Regions from separate parts of the Anser cygnoides genome. Here region 1 is linked to region 2. Evidence: chromatin contacts called from public Hi-C data. All regions are on one chromosome and are shown on one strand. The core of a region is the stretch at or near the end of the contact, and the rest is flanking DNA. Distances in the headings are between cores, read along the strand shown.

What was found. Hi-C and Micro-C count contacts between places; a contact is called where the count stands out from the background.
Region 1: a contact with region 2 is called in a Hi-C map of liver, with 2.4 times the contacts expected there. The contact joins the promoter of MASP1 here to the enhancer-like site in region 2. A contact is called at or near these places in 2 of 7 Hi-C or Micro-C datasets (both in liver).

The regions. Positions count from the first base shown.
Region 1 is chr9:16,429,989-16,437,223 of Taihu_goose_T2T_genome, reverse strand. MASP1 (MBL associated serine protease 1) reads right to left here and starts at 1,586. Exons shown (of 16, transcript XM_048076878.2): 1 at 1,258-1,586. The coding sequence starts at 1,262.
Region 2 is chr9:16,237,143-16,243,638 of Taihu_goose_T2T_genome, reverse strand. No RefSeq gene overlaps it. Among named protein-coding and RNA genes, the nearest start is that of LPP, 47 kb to the right of the region's middle. Within about 2 kb of position 2,403, at least 1 of the 3 cell types and tissues checked has open chromatin away from gene starts, as enhancers often do. A contact at or near this core is called in liver, where this site is marked.

The sequences.
Region 1 (7,235 bases), core at 337-2,836, 190 kb before region 2:
TTTTCTTTTCTTTTCTTTTCTTTTCTTTTCTTCTTTTTTCTTCTCTTCTCTTCTCTTCTCTTCTCCTCTCCTCTCTTCTCTTCTCCTCTCCTCTCTTCTCCTCTCCTCTCTTCTCTTCTCCTCTCTTTCTTTTCTTTTTTCTTTTCTCTTCTCTTCATTTCTTACTTGCTCTTCTCTTCGCTTCTCTTTTACTTTTCCCTTCGCTTCTCTTCATTTTGCTTTTTCTCTTCTCTCTTCTCTTTTCCCTCTTCAGTTCTCTTCAGTTCTTAGGGTACCACTCACCCCAAATGAAGAAGGACACAGAAGTTAAGATCCACAGAGACCTTTTGTCATCAAACTCAGATTTAAAAAAAATCTGATCCAAGAGAGTTTGTCCCAGTTGCCAACTTGTTTGTGCCCGAGGAGGGCACAGAGGACAGCGATTGCAGGTCACCCTGCAGCCGCCAGCTGACTGCACACCAGCCTGGAGCTCCATTCGAGCAGGAAGGCGAGCGCCAGCGGAGCAGTTCTCAGTGCAAGGGGGGAGCAAGCCCCTGCCCGGGCTGGGGGTGCAAACTCGAACGCCCATGGCATTGCATGGGACCCGGCCGGAGGAGAGACCTCCGTCTTTTTACAGCACACAGAGGAACAGAAACATGCAGGAAATTAGAGCCATTAGAGAAAATTTCCGCTTTCTAAAATAGGTACTAGGGCCTGGCAGAGGCTTGTAGGTGTATATTACAGTCGCTGGAACTACCCACACGTGCACGCACACACGGTTTCAGAAGCAGGGCTTGATTAAGGTATGCTGATGAGGAAATTGAATCTATATAAGCGGATTATTTTTAACCTGTCTGCGTTCTTTCAAAACCAGGGCAGTAGTTTTCTGGGGCTCGTCTGTCTCGTGCTGCCGCTCGCCCCGGCCCCCGGGTACAAAGCAAAGTCGCGGGGCACCGACAAACTTGGGCCGACTTTTCATCCGAGCGGACTGAGGTTGAACATGCCTTTTTCTGACGGCTCGTCTGAAACCACAAAAATGTGCGAAGGGAAAAAAATCTGTTTCTCTTCTGCTCGGGGGCTGGCGGAAACGGGCATCACCCCCTCCGCTTCGCCTGGCCTTCAGCGCCGCCGGCTCGCCCCGCATCCAGCTCCTCTCCGCGAGTCCCGGTCCCGCTCCGGAGTGAAACCGGCGCCGCCCCCCAACCACCCCCCAGTGCCCCCCGGAGCCCGTGTGCGGCTCTCCCCCGCCGCATCGCCCCTCGTCCCGGAGGCACTCACCTCATGTCTCTGCCGGGAGAGCTCCCCGAGGGGCTGGGGAGGCAGGGGAGGGCGGCTGGCTGGGCGGCGGGGGCCGGCTTCGCCTCCTTCCCCACGCTCCGCTGTCCGCCTTATCTCTGGCCGGAGATTTGTGAGCGTGTGCGCGCCTCTGCGTGTGTGTCTGGAGTTGTCTGGCATTTTCCATGCAGGTCACGCCTTCCCCTGCCTGCAACGGTTCCCCACATCCCCGCACGCACACACGGACCTGCCTGCGCTGAAGGCTCTCTCCTTCTTCCTCTCCTCTCCTCTCCTCTCCTCTCCTCTCCTCTCCTCTCCTCTCCTCTCCTCTCCTCTCCTCTCCTCTCCTCTCCTCTCCTCTCCTCTCCTCTCCTCTCCTCTCCTCTCCTCTCCTCTCCTCTCCTCTCCTCTCCTCTCCTCTCCTCTCCTCTCCTCTCCTCTCCTCTCCTCTCCTCTCCTCTCCTCTCCTCTCCTCTCCTCTCCTCTCCAGCAACCGCTGAGAAGTTTTTGTCTTCCCTAAGCTCCAGAGTTTTGTGTGTGTGTGTGCCCATGCACATTGTGTGCTTTTTTTTTTTTTCTTTCTCCCTCTCTCATTTTTTTATCCTACAGTCTGCTTTGCCAGATGGCTAAAATTTGCCTCTCAATAGGGACGGGAGCCTCCAGCAAAAACAGAAGGCAAGAACGTGTGAAAAAAAAACCTGCACAGAAGTGAAGAGCTGCGGGGATGTGCTGCAGCTGGGACCCGCGCTCAGGACCCGATTTCAGCTTCTCCACCCCGAGCTGCTCTGGGCTTGGGGCTGCGGTCTGGTTCCTGCGAAACTTTCCGCTGGTGGCAGTCGGGATAAAGGCGAGAGCCGGCTGGGAACCTCCTGCAGGGCTCGGGGCTGGCTGGACTCTGCATTTTGTCCCAGGGCAAAAGAGCAGCTTCGGATGTGGACTCTGCTCGGGAGGGAGAGCTGCAGATGCCAAAGCTGCAGGTCCGAAGCCTGACTCCCTCCTGGCGAGGTGAGGACCTGCACGCTGCCCACCGAGCCATGGGACATTGGTTCCCCTTCCCTGCCCCAGGAACAAGCAAACCCCAAGCCCTCCTGCCTGCACAACCCGAATCGTTCCTTAGGGCTGCCTTAGGGTGCAAGTGGCCCCCTCGTCCAGAAACGCCAAGCTCGGAGACATCAAGAGCAAAACTTTCATAGCTGGTGACCAACTTCAGCTTGAGCTGGTTAACGTACACCCTGCAGACACCCCCTGGCAGGCACGGGTACAGCTGCGGCGCGTTAAAAGGCACAAAAACAAGGGGCAGGGAGACGGGGATGTGCTGGCACCGCTCCCCCAGCAGCAGCTCCCAGCCCTCCCCAGCCTCTGCCATTAAAGTGGCAATGGTAACTCGCCTGCCCCTTCGGCTACGTGCAGCCCCCCAGAAGCTGGGAGGGAAGAGGTCTGGGGGGAGGAAAATGGGGTGGTTTTTCCATTCCTTGCCTTTGTGCTCTGGGGGCTGACAGCTCCTTGGCTTTCAGCTCTGAAACCGCTTCTCTCGCTCCCATGGGTCCCTGGTTCTGTGCCGGGGAAGAAATGGCACCTAGGAGACTCAGCCGGGTAAAATAGAAAAATATGAGTGGAAAAGCACTGGAAGAATAGCAGGAAGGCTCTGGGCAAAGGGGAGATCTCACTCTGCCATTTTTTCTGCCTCTGTTTGGGAAGTTTTAACAGCTCATCACTGTACAAACACCAGCTCTCGCTCATGTTAACACACCCAGGCAAGCTGATCAAACTAATTAATAGCTCAGCAACGTGTCAAACGCAGGGCTTTATTTTTGCAGGCAAGTGTGCTCTTGTCTGAATACATTGTGATCTATTTTTTTCCCTGCCTGTTCTGCAGGGTGGGTCCTTCATGCACTCATTTTTCCACCATGACAACCTCCTATAGCTTTTTGGAACAACTCCTGCACTTCAGGAGCAGCTCTAAGCCTCGTGTGACACTTCCTTTGCCTGCTGATGCCTCTTTCAAGCCAGATCACTGAGGGCCAAAGTCTGTGTTTGCACTGCGAGGCTGGCAGTGGCAATGCAAGTTCAATGTGCATCCAGCCCGTGCTGCTGGGCACAGCAGGGTTGAAAGCATCCACGCCGACCGCGGAGCACTGGAGGGCAGGGGAGGATGAAAATCAATGCAGACCCCAGCAGCAGCACTCTGTGCTGCTTGCTCATATGCTGCAAACACCCCTCCCACGAGCACTGCCCGCTCACCTCCCTGCCTCCAGAAAGCAAATTCCCACCAAATTCCCACCGGCGTGCTCGGGATGCCAGCCTTGCATGGGCGGCTGCTGTTCCGCCATGGAGCTGGCCCTGCTCCGGGGCTGGCTGACCTCCAGCCAGGCTCTGCGTGCTGTGAGATGTCTGTCCCCGTGTGCCCGTGCCACCCAGCATCCTGGCTTGGCACTCCAGGTCATCGCCAGCCCCTAAAGCAATGCAATTCCTGTGCTGCAGGGTGGGGAGGGAATGGCAAGGGGAGGTGGGGAACCTGCTCCACCTGCAATGACTCCTCTGGGATTGCTCCCACCTGTCCAAGAGGAGGGCCCGTCATGGCTATTGGCGATGCCAGGGATGTCAGTCTTAGCCCTGCCACACCAGGGACTCGTGTACATGTTTTATGAGGCCTGGCCATGGAGTAACAGGAGTGGGCACGCAGAGTCTCTAACAAGAAGTGCTTTTTCCCCAAGTGCTAGTGGGACAGCTGAGTTAAACTGTGACAAAGCAGCAGATGGGCTTGGACCTGCTTTATCTGCCTCCATCCTCAAAGAGATGGTCCCTGGAGCTACTTCTGCGTGCCCACGATGCTTGTCTAGGAGAGAGCTCAGCAGCATTACCCAAGGCAGTTTGTTAATGCTGGGGCCAGATTCACCTCCTGGAAATAACACCATGCACTCCGTGGAGTAAGACAGCAATAAAACAGTTGTGAGGAATAAATCCGGCCCTGCAGGAGCAGTGATGAATCCACAGCTGGTGTAAATGATCATACTCCAAACACCAGTGTTTGGCAAAAAGCTTGCATCCCCGCTGGGTCAGTGCAGCACAGCCCGTGCCACAGCCTCGCTCAGGTCCCGCATCGTGCCCTTGCAGCGTGCTCGCTGCTCCTCGGCATGATGACAGGGGCAAAAGCCCTGGCTCCAAGTCAGCACCGCGACATCTCTCCTGCTCTCCTCCACCCCTGCTGCTGGAGAGGAGCCCAGCTTCCAGGAGATGGGAGCTCAGCTCCCAGCACCCGGCTCAGATGGGCTCCTGGAGCCCCCTCGTGGCTCTCACCGCTGATGGGGTCCCACCAAAGGCACCCCTGGGGAGCTGCTCGTGGGCCAACAGCCCCCTGCTGGGGTGGGGGATCCCTCTGGACCTCTAGCCCTATGGAGGCAGCAAGACCCTCCTTGGGGACATCTCCGAGCGGCAAAGCATGGGGTGACAACGGAGACCCCCAGGTGCCCAAGCGGGGCAGACGGTCCCCTTGCAAAACCATCTCCCTGCCTTGTGAGCTTGAGATGAGGCAGGTCGTTTGCTGTCTTTGCTGTCCCCCGCTTTTAGAGCCTGCTCCTGTGTTGTGACAGCCCCAGGCGGAGGTGACCCCTAAAGCAGGGGGGAAAACGAGGATGCGCAGCATGGCAAACACGCATGGCAGTGGGAAAAAGGAGGGGCGCGGGGCTGGGGAGAGGAGGAGGGCGCACGGGGTGGGGAAGGGAGGGCGCGGGGTGCTGGGAGAGGGGAGGACGCCCAGAGGGGGCCGGAGGAAGGCTGGCAGTGTGCCTGGCCCCGTGCCGCTAGGTGGCACTTGGACCCCTGCTTGCGGGGACAGCGGCCCGAGCGCTGCGCGACACCGGGGGGGTGCTGCTGGGGACAGGTGAGCTGCAGCCCCCCGATCCCATCCCACGTCCAGCCCCGGCCCCTCGCAGAGTTGTTTTTTGTTTGTTTTTTTTTGCTGGGGTAGCCGCAGCATCCCTGGGAAGGGACCTGGAAAACTCCAGCGCGCCAGCAGCACAGCCCGGTGGCTATTCACAAGAAATCGATGCTGCGCCCGGCTGCGGGAGGAAAGCAGATCCATAACGCTGCGGATGGAAATATTGAGCTTCCTTCCTCCTCTTTTCCTCGCCGGCTCTTGACAGCTGCCAGAGCTGTGACTGTGCGGGTATTTAGCCATGTGTCCTGGCGCTGGCTGATGGGTGTTTTGGCATTGTTACCCTTTGTATTTTGCTGGGAGGGAAGCCCCTAAATGCTTTTGAGATTTGAGGTGCTGGAGCACCAACCAGCATGACAGAATATGGGCTCGGCTGTGCCTACACCACTGCTGAAGTGCCAGAGATCTGCGAGGATTTAAGGCACTTAGCACCCACAGAGGCAGGAAGCAGAGCGCTGTTTGCACACCTGTGATAGAAAAAAACCTACAAGACTTTTTGGAGCAGTCCAGAGGAAAGCTGGGGCAGGGACTGGCTTTGAAGCCCACAGTCCTGCCTTGCAGCCTGATGCCCTCAGCCCTCCTCAGTCCAGGGGGGCTCCTGGCAAGGAAAGGGGTCTGCTTGCCCCCCCAAGTGCCCATGTCCAGCACCCTTTCCTCATCCAGGTTCATCCAAGAGCTCCACCACCGGGATCTCTGGCCCCGATGAGGGTCCCACCGTGCCCACCCCTCTCTGCGCACATCGGTGCTCCTCCAAAAGGCAGCGTGCTCTTGCAATGCTGGCAGACAAGCCCGAATCGCCGTGATTTCCCCCTGACCGAGCGGCTGTGAAATTGCAGCGGGGGCAGAGCCTGGCGTGACTGAAGTGATTACGCGGGTGGCAGGGACGATAGCAAATCTGCGGCGTTGGAGGGGGCCGCACGCTGCGCCGCGCTCCGAGCACAGATAACGTGAGCTGGCTGAGCTCAATCAACAGTTTGTTCGCAGGACCTTGCTTTCCTGGGAAAAAAAAAAAAGAGAGAGAAAAAAAAGAAGATGCAGAAAAACTCAGAGCATTATTTCCCTCTTTTTTTTTTTTTTTTCCCCAAAAGCTTGGCTTGCCTGAAGCTGGTCGGTGCCAAACCACAGCATGAGTCATTGCAAGGAATGGTTCTGGCAGCACCATCCACTGCTCACCTACAGAGCACTCACAGCAAATCCTGCAGGTCATAGCTCCCTGCATTAGGGTCTGCAGCCCCTGCTTTGGGCACCCAACTCTCTGCCCTAAACGCAGCCTTTTTCTCCTGGGAAGCCTGAAAACTAACAGCCTGGGGAACCCGGGGCTTGCTGCTGCTGGAGGAGCTGGACGTCTGCTTTCTCCTGGGGCCAGCAGACCCTCAAAGCTCCCCACGGGGAAGCCCTCTCTGTCAGGCTGCTGCATTGCTCCTAGGCTTGGTGGCGGTGACGCCGCGATGGCTGGAATAAGCCTGCGGTGGCGAGCAGTCCTGTCCCTGCAGGTGATGGGCTGGATCCACCTGCCAGGCGTTGGTGACCCCAGGTTCATAAAGATTTATGGGGGATTTCTGCAAGGAGGTGTCTCCGACAAGTCCTTAGGCCACCAATGCCAGCGTCCACCCCAGGAGCAGCGGTGCAGAGCCTGGGAGCTGATGGCAGAGGACTTGGCCAAAAAGGGCTCTGGGGACAGGAGAGCTGTTTGCCTGCCTCTGCACACTGCTGTGTGGGTCTGGCTGTGGAATATTATCGACACACACCAGCCCTGCTCTCATTAACAACCTGTTAATCACCCGCCGCCTGGTGATAGAGGTGCGGGAGGCGATGCGAGACATGTTCTGGGGGCTGGAGGGGGAGCACGGCTTATAGATCACATAGCTGGAGGCAGGAGCGCTGGGTGGATTTTAACAACCTATAGATCATGTAGCTGGAGGCAGGAGCGCTGGGCGGATTTTAACAACCTACCTGCGTTTATGAGACCTGCAATGGGCCATTCGTTATCTTCAAGATCTGCCCGTGGATTGTGCTTTCGCACACAACCTCGCGTGCAATGCCATTC
Region 2 (6,496 bases), core at 1,154-3,653:
AGGATCCATGGCTCATGCAGAAGGGCAGAGCAAATGAATGAGTTTTGTACTGTTCTGGATCCAGTGCTAGTCATATACAGCAAAACCAGCAGGAACCCAAGTAGATACCTTTGGGATCCAAGTGCTTATTTTGATAGTGTGGTTATGTTTGGATTTGTGCTTGTTGTTTTTTCTTTTTTTAAAGGTGTAGTGGATTAATCCTGGCTTGTGCAGTTGTTGTACCGTAGTTTGTTTTTGTGTTGTAAGGGGCTTGGCAATGGTGTCAGGAGACGTGCTCCCTAAGTACTCTTATTATTTATCCTCATTGTACAAGCTGCACCAAATAAGTACCAGGCATTTCCAGAAATTGCTATTGATTGGGCAACTGCGTTTACAAAGCTAATCAATAAGTTTAACCCCCACCATATATTTATTTGTGATACAACTGCTCTCTTTGTGTGCCTCATGTGCTTTCCAGAGCTTGTAATTTGTCCAGTGTAAATAGCTGATTTCATCCTTTTTCCTGGGGAAAAAATAGCCCTGCTATTATAACACTGTGCCTCTTCTGGTGAGGGAGGTGTATGTGTCTTCCTGTCTTTAGGGTGGGTAATTTCACCCTTCACAGGAAGAAGATGAAGGGATGGGAAAGAGCCTTGTTGTTTCCTGAACACCAGAGTTACTGCAGTCTCCTGTGGATTTTTGTCCTTTGGCCTTTTCATCCTACTTCTGTTTCTGCCATAACAACCCCAGCTCTTTTCACATGGCTCTTCCTGTGACTCTACAGCACAGAAGATAACGTAATGCTGTAGAGGGACAGAACCGTGCAAGTGCTTGTTGGACAGGCAGGACATACACCCTGTTTCCAAAGGGTTGTGTAGCATAGGCCTTTCCACAACAGGGACCTCATCTGGGTCTTTATGTCTACTTCCAGGGTTCTTCCAAACGCTGGATACTTCTTGCTGCCAAAATTTCTACTGGTCCTTTAGATATGACCAAATTGGGTCAACAGTTACGAAGTTCAGTGTGAAGGTTGGATGGCTGAAGGGTCATCAGAGTGTCAGTCCAAAAAGTCATCTGTGTGGATGGCTGAATTGCCAAAAATATTTTACTGAAGTCCAGATGTCTGGAAATCAGAAGAACTTGGATAGCTTCCTCTTCTGGTCTCAAATGATTTTGCTCATTCATGCTGCACTGGCAGTTCTAGATCCTCTAGGGTGAGGATGAGAGCACACAAAGCTCTTCTGAAGGATTTCCCCACAAACTGGAAGCACCAGGATTTTGCAAGATCATCTTCTGTAGTGTGGGACTATGACTAAATAGACCTTGGTGGTTCTTGCTTCATTACAGATGACAATGCCCTGTGTGAACTTGGATATGTGAATGCCCCCACCTCTGTTCTCCAAGGAGAAACAGACCCACACTTGACCTCTGAAACCCAATGCTCCAACGCTTCTCCAGAATTTCCCACTCTGATCTGTACAGTCACCACAAATTGGCCCAATTTTGGACTTCCCTCTTGCAGAGAGTGGCCATTAGATCCAACAGGCTTACGTGCTAACAAGGTTTTTCCAGGATTTTGAGATTTTTCTTAGGAACTATTGCTCTGATCGTAAGGCCAAAAATGAGGTAGTGCAGAAAGTGGTGTGTAAGAATGTTAATTATTTCCCGAACAGTAATACTGGTAGTTTCTATTGTATTCCTTCAAAAAAAAGAACTTGTTGACCTTCTTCAAACATTGTAAACAAGGAAGCTGAAGTCTCAAACAACCCTGTTTCTAAAAGCTTCTTGCAAAAATCAATGATCAGGCAATAGTGTGCCCTGTGTACGAGATTGTGGGAGTTATCAGAAGTTAGATACTGCTTGGCCAGTTGGATGAGCGTCCAGCTGGCACCCAGCCTGAAACATGCCATAGCAAAAGCTGCTTCTTGCTCTGCTGGTAGTTACAGGACATGGGAAGGAGCTGATCTTGTTGGAAAGGGGGGAGAGTTTGGAGGATGTCATCAGTCCTGGAAGCATGGGCTGGGAAAGGGGCAGGTCATAGGGCCTGCAGAGGGGATCTTGGAGCACTGTGTGAAGGGAAGTGTGGGGGACACCAGGGTAGATGTGCTGGTGAAGTGAAGTCACACAGGATGTAAATTCTTGAATTGTGGAAAGAGGAATGCTGATGCCTGGAATGGCTTGGGTATTGATGATAAAACGTGAGAGATTAAATACTTGGTTTCTCATTCTAGGACTCCTGATGCTCACTTTCATCAGACTTTTAAAAGATGGTGTCTTTCTTTGGCAGTAGGTACAGTATAATGGTATATCAGGAAAGTAAAACTGACCTGTGTATAACTAGTGCTTCTGCTTAATATATGAGAAGGCTTACAGGCGGTGGAACTTAACTCCCAAAATATAAACCTTTGTCTTCTGACTTTACCTCAGATTATTTTAATTCAAGACTCTAGAAACAATTGCAATTAGCTCCTATTCCTTCCTTTTGCTCCTCTTTATACTCAGTTCCTTGTCCACACCCTCAGCTTCTTGGATCATTGACTCAGATGTTTAAATGGAAAAATACCCAGCTCAAGTTTATTGCAATGAGCAGAAGCAAAGAGGGTCTCTGTAAATATCTTGGTTCTTTGTATGCAGCTGGGTTCCCCTTTGTTTACTTGACTTCCCCAGTTATTTTCAAGCTGCTAAGGTCATTGCTAGTTAATAGTTGGCTAGAAATCAATAGACAGAGATGGTTAAAGATAAGTTTTAATAATGAGCGCAATCAAATTCTAGCAACTTTTATCTCTCTGCTGCTGCCAGTGGTGGCTGGTTTTTGTGCAATGACTACATTCATTTTCCAGCTGCACAAACTTCAGTGTTTTTTATCTTTGTAAAATACAGCTACCATAGCCCACCCTGGTGCCTCATGGTTAATGCTCTCTTGCTAGAGAACTGAGTTCAAGTGTGCTAAATGACTTCCATCAGTTTCAACAGGGTTTCCACCCAATGTTCACTGTTACCCAGGTAAAACAACTTCAAGATATCGCTGGAGTTAGCTGGAGATGGAGCACTGTCATCTCTTGACTCATCTTTGAACAGATGGAGAGCTTCTCCAAGTCCTGGTGAGCATTTCTACGAAGTTCAGCTGTCCAATGCATTCAGCACCTTCAATTGAGCATTATGTTGCAGCTGGATTTTTAACAGTTAAGCTCCATCTTGGAAGGGAGAACAGAGGGCTAGGATTTATGCCTTTAAGGTCCTGGTTTGCTTGGTTCAGAGTGTGCAGAGCAGTGCAAAATCTAACTGCTATTCCTCACCTGCTGGACCTCATTACATGGAAAACCAGATCTCTTGCAAATACCTCTCATGTTGAGTGATCATTAAAACACGTGTGTTGAAAGCATTCTAGAGACAGTGGCTGCTGCTGGGCTTTGGATCAGGTGCTGCATGATGCTGCTTGTGCTGGAGGTTCCTCAGCTCCCTGTAGCTTGCCAGGCAGTCCCGTGCCTGGCACCAGGTTCTCTTCCTGTGGGCTTTGCAGCATGTTTTTGGGTTGTGATGCAATGGCATGCTGTCCTGCTGCAGCAGACTCACCCAGATAGGCATGGCTGGCACTTGTGTGTGCTCAAGCAAGTAAAAACCTTACTCTCTACTGAAAGCCCTCTCAGATGTTTTCACAAATATAATGGGCTATGGGGATGGTCTGGGCTTGGAGTGCATACCAGGAATTTGAGGGACTCTCGCTCAGTTCTCTGTTCTGTCCCAGACTTCATCTTCTGCCTCAGGCAAGTTACGTCAGTGCAGTGACTCAGTTCCCTCGCAGTACAATGGAAATAGCAATGCTGTTCTAACTTGTGGGATTAGTTTGGTGATAAACACCTCTAGGACTTCAAGGTGCTGTGCTTCTGTGATCAGGACAGCCACTTCAGCACCTAATGTATGAAAAAGTGACTTGAGCTCTTGTACCTGCTGAATGCTTTGGGGAACATTTTTAACTGCCCTTTCAAAGCCTGTACTCATGCTCCACACCTGTAGGAACTTCTCTTCTTCCTTCCCTCCCTTGCTGCTGTCTGAGAGTTGACATTCTGGGGGAAAGAGGTGACCCCTTGGCCAATGGCACCGTGTTTCAATCCACTACAGACAAAATTTGATTTGGCTACTTGATCATGCCAATGGGGCACTAGTTTTATGGGATTGTTCACTGCAAATCCTGCTGGAGATGCATATTCTGAAGGATCCTAGCAGTAAGCTCATGAGGTCTGAAGTGGCACAAGGAAACATGGTAAAACATCTCATGGGTTTTGTTGAACATCCAGACAGTATAAGGAGCCAATTTTTGCTAGGAAACGAATGAAAACAGTTCACAGGTAGGGTATTTTGCATGCTTATGTATATGCAACATGCAGTTCCCAAACCCATAGGTGGTAGATGCGTTGCTGTTTTTTTATTAGTAGTGTACACTAACAGGCCATCTCACTGGTTCAAGGTGGTCATGCTTTTATAGGTAACCTGGGATGGAGTTTCTCTTCTGTGGCATTATCTAGCACATCAGCTCATCACCCTGTCCAGGAATGAACTTCTTGCTGGTTCTTCACTTTTAAATAATGTCCAATCTATTTAGAAGATAAATTCTCTGCATTAATGTTCTTGATAATACGTTAGAGCAAACATCTTGTCCCAGTTCTATCGGTCCCTCTCCTCTGTGGATTTTGGCCATAGAGCAGCGAAATCAAAGTACAGCAGCTGAGGATCTGTTCCTATTTCCAGTGGGCAAATCACAAGATATCTCTCAATCAACCTGTTAAATATAATTGAATTCCTCCTGATCCATCTTCTGGGGTTAGAGGCTGTTTGCTTGTCTGTTAGGATCAGCAGGTGGGAGCGTGGCTTCCTGGAGCTTGTGATAACAAAGTCTGTAAGCCCTGCTTTGTGCTCCCTGCCTCGGTGCTGTGTGAATGGCAAGTGGTCTGTCACACCTGGCACGGAGCCACGCCTGAAACCCAAACCTTTGCTGGGCTGATAAGCCAAGCCATGTAATGAGAAAGGAACACTCTGCCTTGCTTCTTAATGCTCAAGGGCGTGCACAATGTCAGTTTGTCCAAGGCAGGAAGGATTTGTTTGGAAAGGAAAAAAACAACAAACTTTTCTAATACCAAGCAAACAAAATGAGGTTTTGGATGTTTGGGGATAAGACTTAGAATCTGTAAGCGTTTGGCGCTCATTTGTTTCAAATAAGGCCAAGGTCACAAATGACCTGAAGTCATGGTTGTACTACTTGTTTTGCCTGAAGAACTGGCTTGGATTTGTGAATGAGGAGTAAACTTGCCTGAAATATCTGATTCTGTAAGACCCAACCTATTCGCTGCTTGGTGTGGTTTGGGGTTTTGGTCAAGGGAAGGATAGGGATGTTGACAAAACATTTTCCAACAGCTTGCAGACAATTTTTCTTTTTTTTCAAAAGGATGTTTTCTATGTGCAGAGCTCTTGAAGGGGGGGTGGAGGGGGGTGAGGGGAGGAGTTAAACCATTGCAACCCAAAAATTTTCTCCTTAAAGGCTTTGGACAGACCCTAAAGGAGATTTCCCAATTATTCTTGTTTTATTAAAATTGTTTTGTACTTGGTCATCGGGGGTGGTGGTGGAATCTTGTCCTAGCTTAAATCAGAATATCAGGTAGGAGATTGCATAAAGTTCTGGGCTCATTACTTTGGGTGCAGCACAGGCAAGTAGCAAAAACAACCTTCCCTTCCCTGACAAACGCCTGAACAGGAATGAGACAGGATGCAACAAGTGGACAAAATGAATGAGTGTCGGGAGGAGAACGAAATGAGGAGGAAGTTGTGCCTTGCCATGGGCCAGCCTGGTGCCAGATGGGTGTGAGGTGTAAGGCTTGTGGTACGGAAGAGTTTTAAGGAGCTATGTGAAAGATGCCACTCTGCCTGTTGGTGTGAATTTTGAAGCCAGCATGGTATAAAAAACTGTTTTTGGAACTAGCAACTGGTAGTTTCATCAACAGGACCTGAATGTGAATGGTGTCATGGGAGCTTTTCTTCACTGCCTCAGTCCTGTAAGTCAGGCTCAAAGGTTGTTGATGCTGTCTGGGCCCAATGCCCATGCAAGAGCTGGCTGGGGTGGCAGGGGGCTTTCTCTCCTAGGCAGTCAACCTAAAAGCTTTTCATCTTCAGAAAATGTCAGTTAACAGATCGAAGATGTTCAGAAAATGCCAAGTGCTCCTGGTTCCTGCTGTCTGCAATCAGAGCTGTGGGTGCTCAGGCCATGACTTGAATAAACATCAGAACAAGATTCCCAGTAGCAGCCAAATCTTTAAGCACTTCGCAACCCAGTGGCTCTCAGACACTCAAAGATTTTCTTGTTGATCTTTTGGTGAAGTGCTGAACTTGAGACACAGATTTGAAATTCTGCTGGGACTCTTCAATTCTCAGAGCAGCTCCAAGAAGCTACATACAAACTCTCGACGTGGTTCGGTTCCATTTGACACCTTTGGAAATGTGTGCCCCCAGGCAGCTGAGGCAGAGAACA